Linked DNA regions of Sus scrofa: region 2 is linked to region 1. A link is a contact called in public Hi-C data. All regions are on one chromosome and are shown on one strand. Each heading gives the region's core, a stretch centred on a gene start, on an enhancer-like site or on the middle of the called end of the contact. The rest is flanking DNA. Distances are from core to core; before and after follow the strand shown. Region 1 overlaps NRDE2 (protein NRDE2 homolog). Region 2 overlaps C7H14orf159 (UPF0317 protein C14orf159 homolog, mitochondrial).

What was found. A called contact is a pair of places that touch in the nucleus more often than the background predicts.
Region 2: a Hi-C map of fetal skeletal muscle shows a contact between it and region 1, with 3 times the contacts expected there. The contact joins two enhancer-like sites. A contact is called at or near these places in 7 of 47 Hi-C or Micro-C datasets (embryonic fibroblasts, fetal skeletal muscle, heart right ventricle and 4 more) and 1 of 2 datasets of contacts at active chromatin or transcription factors (skeletal muscle).

What each region holds. Positions count from the first base shown.
Region 1 is chr7:112,058,358-112,060,953 of Sscrofa11.1, forward strand. The region is part of intron 7 of NRDE2 (protein NRDE2 homolog); the gene reads right to left. Among named protein-coding and RNA genes, the nearest start is that of NRDE2, 31 kb to the right of the region's middle. Within about 2 kb of position 1,299, at least 9 of the 83 cell types and tissues checked have an H3K27ac peak or open chromatin away from gene starts, as enhancers often do. A contact at or near this core is called in skeletal muscle, where this site is marked.
Region 2 is chr7:112,838,158-112,840,753 of Sscrofa11.1, forward strand. It overlaps C7H14orf159 (UPF0317 protein C14orf159 homolog, mitochondrial), which reads left to right. Exons shown (of 20, transcript XM_021100082.1): 8 at 1,421-1,553; 9 at 2,355-2,592. Among named protein-coding and RNA genes, the nearest start is that of GPR68, 65 kb to the right of the region's middle. Within about 2 kb of position 1,319, at least 21 of the 83 cell types and tissues checked have an H3K27ac peak or open chromatin away from gene starts, as enhancers often do. A contact at or near this core is called in skeletal muscle, where this site is marked.

The DNA.
Region 1 (2,596 bases), core at 49-2,548:
CGGGAGTGGGGGCTGAACCTGGCAACTCCTCCCAACAAACAGAATGTGGCTCAAGGTGACGGGAAGACACTTCTGAGATCAGGTTACAAATAGACTGGCCCAGCCCGTGGAGAGGGACCTGCAGCTGACAGGAGAGCACTAGTTTCCCGGTTCTGACCCTGGTAGGCCGGTCTCACCAGGGACTGTAGCATGGCCGGCTCCTCGAAGGTACAGGCCCCCTTTAATACCTGAAGTCATGCTGCTTTCAAGATCTCTGGATGGGAAGGAGTTTCAAAGTCCCCCCAACCTTTTTTTTTTATTGACATCTAGTTGACTTACAATATTGTATTAGCAAAGTTTCAACGGGACAGTGTGCTCCTGAGGGCATGATCACATCTCACTTATAGCATGTCCCCAACATCCGGCACAGTGCCCAACACACAGCAGGAACTCAGCAAACGTTTGCTGGCTGAACGCGGTGGGTACCCAGTGAATACAAAGGCCCGCGAGTTAAAGCCTGGGCCCTCGCTCATGTGTCTGGCCATTACGCAGGGTGTGGGAGCAGGTGGGGCGGTGGCAGTGGTGGGGGGGATGGAAATTCCCCATGGAACAGAATGTGTGCATGACAATGAACTGCAAAGTGACTGTGTTATCACCTGACAGACACCGAAAGGGAGCCAATAACCTGCTCGGTGGAAGCTTCTGTGAGAAACCTCTTGAAGGGTTCCAAAGGGCAGGAGCCCGGGGGAGTGCACACAAGCCTGGAAGCCAGCACGTCCAGGACGGGAGAGCCACGGAGGGCAGGGCCCTGTGCTCCGAGAGCACGGCGGCCACTCAGCAAGGCGCCTGGCAGGGCTACGACCCCTCTTTACAAGTTCTGCTCTTATAAAGGGAGGGAAGAAGGCACACTCAGGAAGGGTTTTTGAACAGTGTGATAAATGGTTATAACCAATGTATTTATTCCACAGAAACACAGACCAGTAACACCAGACTGCCTGTTTTATGTCATACTACTGTGTCTGGGGTAAGAATGTCTCCCAGTTATAAAGATACAGAAGGTCGTTAAATGAAAGTTTCAAGTTGTCATGTAAATGCTTTGAAACTACAGACCTCCTAGTCACTGGGTGCCTTGTGTTCAGCTCTGTGCCGACAAGCGCTGAGTCCCTCCTCTGGGTTGGGAACATGTATGAAGTTGAGATATGGGCACTTCTGTGAGAGCATTTAAAAACCTCGAGTGCACGGCTCAGTCCTGGATGACGTGTCAGTCCTGGCAGTGCCCTCCCCTCCATCAGAAACTGCCCCCCTCACAGACAGAGAGCGTCAGCAGGGGGATGCGGGTGAGGGCGATTCTGAGCCTGGCCCCCACCACACCCCCGATGCTCCACAGAGGCTAAGAATCACTTCTGTAGCACAGCGTGTTCTTAAAACAGAAAAGCATGTCTTAAAATAACTATGTTATCTGGCTTGTCATACTAATAATCAGTTATACCAATACTATCCAATTTTCTTTTCTTTTTTTGGCTGCACCCATGACATGTGGAAGCTCCTGGGCCAGGGACTGAACCTGAGCCACAGCAATGACTCAAGCTGTTACAGTAACAATGCCAGATCTTTAACCCTCTTGGCCACAAGGGAATTCCTTATCCAATTTTCTTCAACCCAATTTTGTCTAGGAAAAAAAGAGGTTAAAAAACGATGATGATAAAAATAGTCTTTAAGGCAATTCATGAAAACTCCTCAAGATGGAGACCTTAGCCTGCCACGACAGACCTTCGAAAGCTCTCCCTAGAGGCAGATACCCTGTCCGTCTCCCTCCAGGCCCTCTCTGTCAAGGAGGAAACTGAGTTTTCTTGAGTGGAAAAAGGGAAAAGAGGAGTTCCCGTCGTGGCACAGGGGTGAACGAATCCGACTAGGAACCATGAGGTTGCGGGTTCGGTCCCTGCCCTTGCTCAGTGGGTTAACGATCTGGCGTTGCCGTGAGCTGTGGTGTAGGTTGCAGACGCAGCTCGGATCCCACGTTGCTGTGGCTGTGGCGTAGGCCGGTGGCTACAGCTCCGATTAGACCCCTAGCCTGGGAACCTCCATATGCCGCGGGAGTGGCCCAAAGAAACAGCAAAAAGACAAAAAAAAAGAAAAAGGGAAAAGAAAGTTTTCTTATATGGATAGCTCTATGGTAAGGTTTTTTGTTGCTTCATGTCACAAATATTGGCAACCTTCACTCATCATCTAAATGATTAACCCCTTCCCAGTGAGGATCAGTGCTGACAAAGCAACAACATGGACTTTCATTTGCAACTCCAGCCAGGATTTGAGGTGGCGGGAAGGTTAACTGGGGGAGAGACCTGAGACCCAGGGTAGAAGGCAGAGGTAGGAGACAGGACCTGTGGTTTAAAGGCGTGATGACTGTTTCCCTAGTGGGCGGGCATAACGGGCATTTAAACAGGGGCCCTAAGTAAGAAAAAAAGGAACGTAAGTGGGTCTTGACATCTGAGGAGGTGGGGGACCTCCTTTCCTCTCTCCACGTTTCACTACTTTCCTTACGGAGTTTACGTGGAATTGCTGTAACATTTCTAAGGAACGAGCCTCAAGAGGACTGATGCAAAGGAGGAGGTAAACA
Region 2 (2,596 bases), core at 69-2,568, 780 kb after region 1:
CCGGGGAGCGTGTGCCTGGTGGGGTACATGCCCGGGGATTTGTGGCAGAGCCTCGGCCAGGCCATTAGCTGCTGGGTTATGTCTCTTGTCAGGAAAGCTGGGTCATGTCTTGGCCGGAGGCGGCGGCTGTGGTCACAAGTGCAGCGTGGCGGCCTCTCCTGGGACGGGCGCGCTGGGGGGCCGCCTCCCTGCTGTGGCTCCGAGGTTTTAATCCAGCCACAGCCTGTCTGTCGCGAGGAGAGAACCAGATCCCTCCTTCTCTGACCCCTGCCGGGACACTCCTGGGAAGTCTGAGAATTTACTCGGCCGGGTGGAGGGTCAGCCAGTGTCAACAGCCTGGCCCGGGGTTCTTTGGGGACTCAGATTGGTGATTTTGTCTAGGGCTCCGGAACAGTTCTGCAGTCCTGCTTGCTTTGGGCTCCTGCCAGTGGGGCCTGATCTGCCTCTGCTCTGACACAGGCTGCCCACAGTGTGTGCTGCTTTTCGTGTGTGAAGTAGTGTCTGAGGAACCTTCTGGAAGGTGGGGCAGGGCGGGGCAGAACCGCAGGGCAGGGCTGGCCTGGAACACGCCACTGTTTGGGGCAGGTAGGAGCCGGGAGGGCTGGCGGCCCATCGTGTGCAGATGCAGAAATGAGGCTTGAAAGAGAGAGGGACTTGCCACAGTGCCAGAAGCAGCCTGGAAACCAGGGCTCCTGGCTCCCACCTATAAAATGCCTATCAAATTCCCATTGTGGCGCAGTGGCAACAAACCCAACTAGTATCCAAGGGTATGCAGGTTCAATCCCTGCACCCGCCCCCTCAGTGGGTTAAGGATCTGGTGTTGCCATGAGCTGTGGTGTAGGCCGAAGATGCAGCTCAGATCTGGCGTTGCTGTGGCTCTGGCGTTGGCCGGGGGCTACAGCTCCAGTTTGACCCCAGCCTGGGAACCTCCATATGCTGCAGGTGTGGCTTTAAAAAGCAAAATCAATAAATAAATAAAATAAAATAAACGCTGAGAGCGGAGGAGGGGTGACAATTACAGGATATATGATACATGGCACAGAGGTGCCTGGCACTGCCCACAGTAAGTGCTCTGCAGAGCCCTGTGGCCACACCTCGCTGCCCCCCAGGGTTCCCAGATAGCTTCTTCTCAGACACTGGTGCCTCTGCCCACCGGTCCTGGGAGAAATGGCCAGGCAGTGTCTTGGACTCAGCTGGGGGCCCTGGGGAGGTGAGGTGGGCCCTCGGGAGGAGGCCCTCAGCCTCGGGGCGCCCTGCCAGTCTCCTGGGAGCCTCCAGGGCATGTGCCCCTTCCCAAGAGCTGTTATTTGGGCACAAACTGGCAGGCACACCAAGCTTTCATCCTGTGGCTGACAGGGTGCTAACAGCAAGCCCTTCAGGCAGCTGCCAAGACTGTCCCAGCCGATTATCCTCCTGGCAGGTCCTCAGTGTCTCATAAGCCCCGCTACGGGGTCCAGAAACCGTCCAGGGGAGAAAAAACAACACCACCAGTGACAGTCACACGGGTCGTCCTGGGTGGCTTCTCCGGAGGCAGGAGGCATGAGCAGGGCCCAGTGGGGTCTGGGACCCTCTGCCTCTGATTCTCCTAGAGATCCTCGCTTGTGGTTCACAGGCGCCTTGAGGTTTGTGGAGAAAATTCAGAGGGTCCGTGGAATCCACTGGGGAAAAATTTACATTTGAATTTTCATAGCCTCACAGTGAAATTGAGCATTTCCTTCTGGCATGAAGGCAGGGAAGAAGCTGTGACGTGTCAGCAGACCCGGGGACTTCGTGGCTGCCCAAAGAAAGCACAGATGTTTTCATGTCACACTGCGGTCCTTCCTGAAATCTCAAAATTACCCCATATGTCCATCACCGCTTCAAAATTCCAGCGGTGGGCCTGCCATCTTGTTCCTTGAGCTGTTAATGAAGAAACATCACCTAACATGTTCCCCCCATAATTTGATAACTGCATTTCCAGCATGATTGGTTTCTTTTGTAATCCTCTGCATTTCCTTTTGTGCAGTTAAAAATACTCCTTCTAGGGAGTTCCCTTGTGGTGCAGCACATTAGGGCTCTGGCATTGTCACTGCAGCAGCTTGGGTCACTGCTGTGGCATGGGTTCGATCCCTGGCCCAGGAACTTCATATGCTGCAGGTGAGACCGAAGGAAAAAAAAAAAAAGGCAAAAAACTACTACTTCTACACAGGTTTACGGCTGCCCCAGACGACCAGAGGCACCTGCAAAGTTAAGATTCTCAGTTTTAGACCAATAATCCCCAGCAAACATCCTGATCTCTGTCACCTAAAAGTAGAAGCTGCATTTTTATAATAGCTACTTGGACCTCTGTCTTCATTCAGCTGCCTTGAACTCTTGGTGCTCAGGGCTTCGACCTGGGCCGATTCTGTTTTTTAGAAACAAAAACAAAAACACGAAAAGAGTTTTCACTTGATTTCTCGGCAGAGAGCTGGGCCTTGCGCCACATCACTGGCCTTTGCCGCCCCCTGGTGGTCATAGTGAGGCATGTTCCCAAGGACAAGCTGGAAAGGCTGGTGCAGGCCAGTTGCTCAGTGCGGGTGGTGCAAGGACAACCAATTCACATCCATGACCCAGGTCA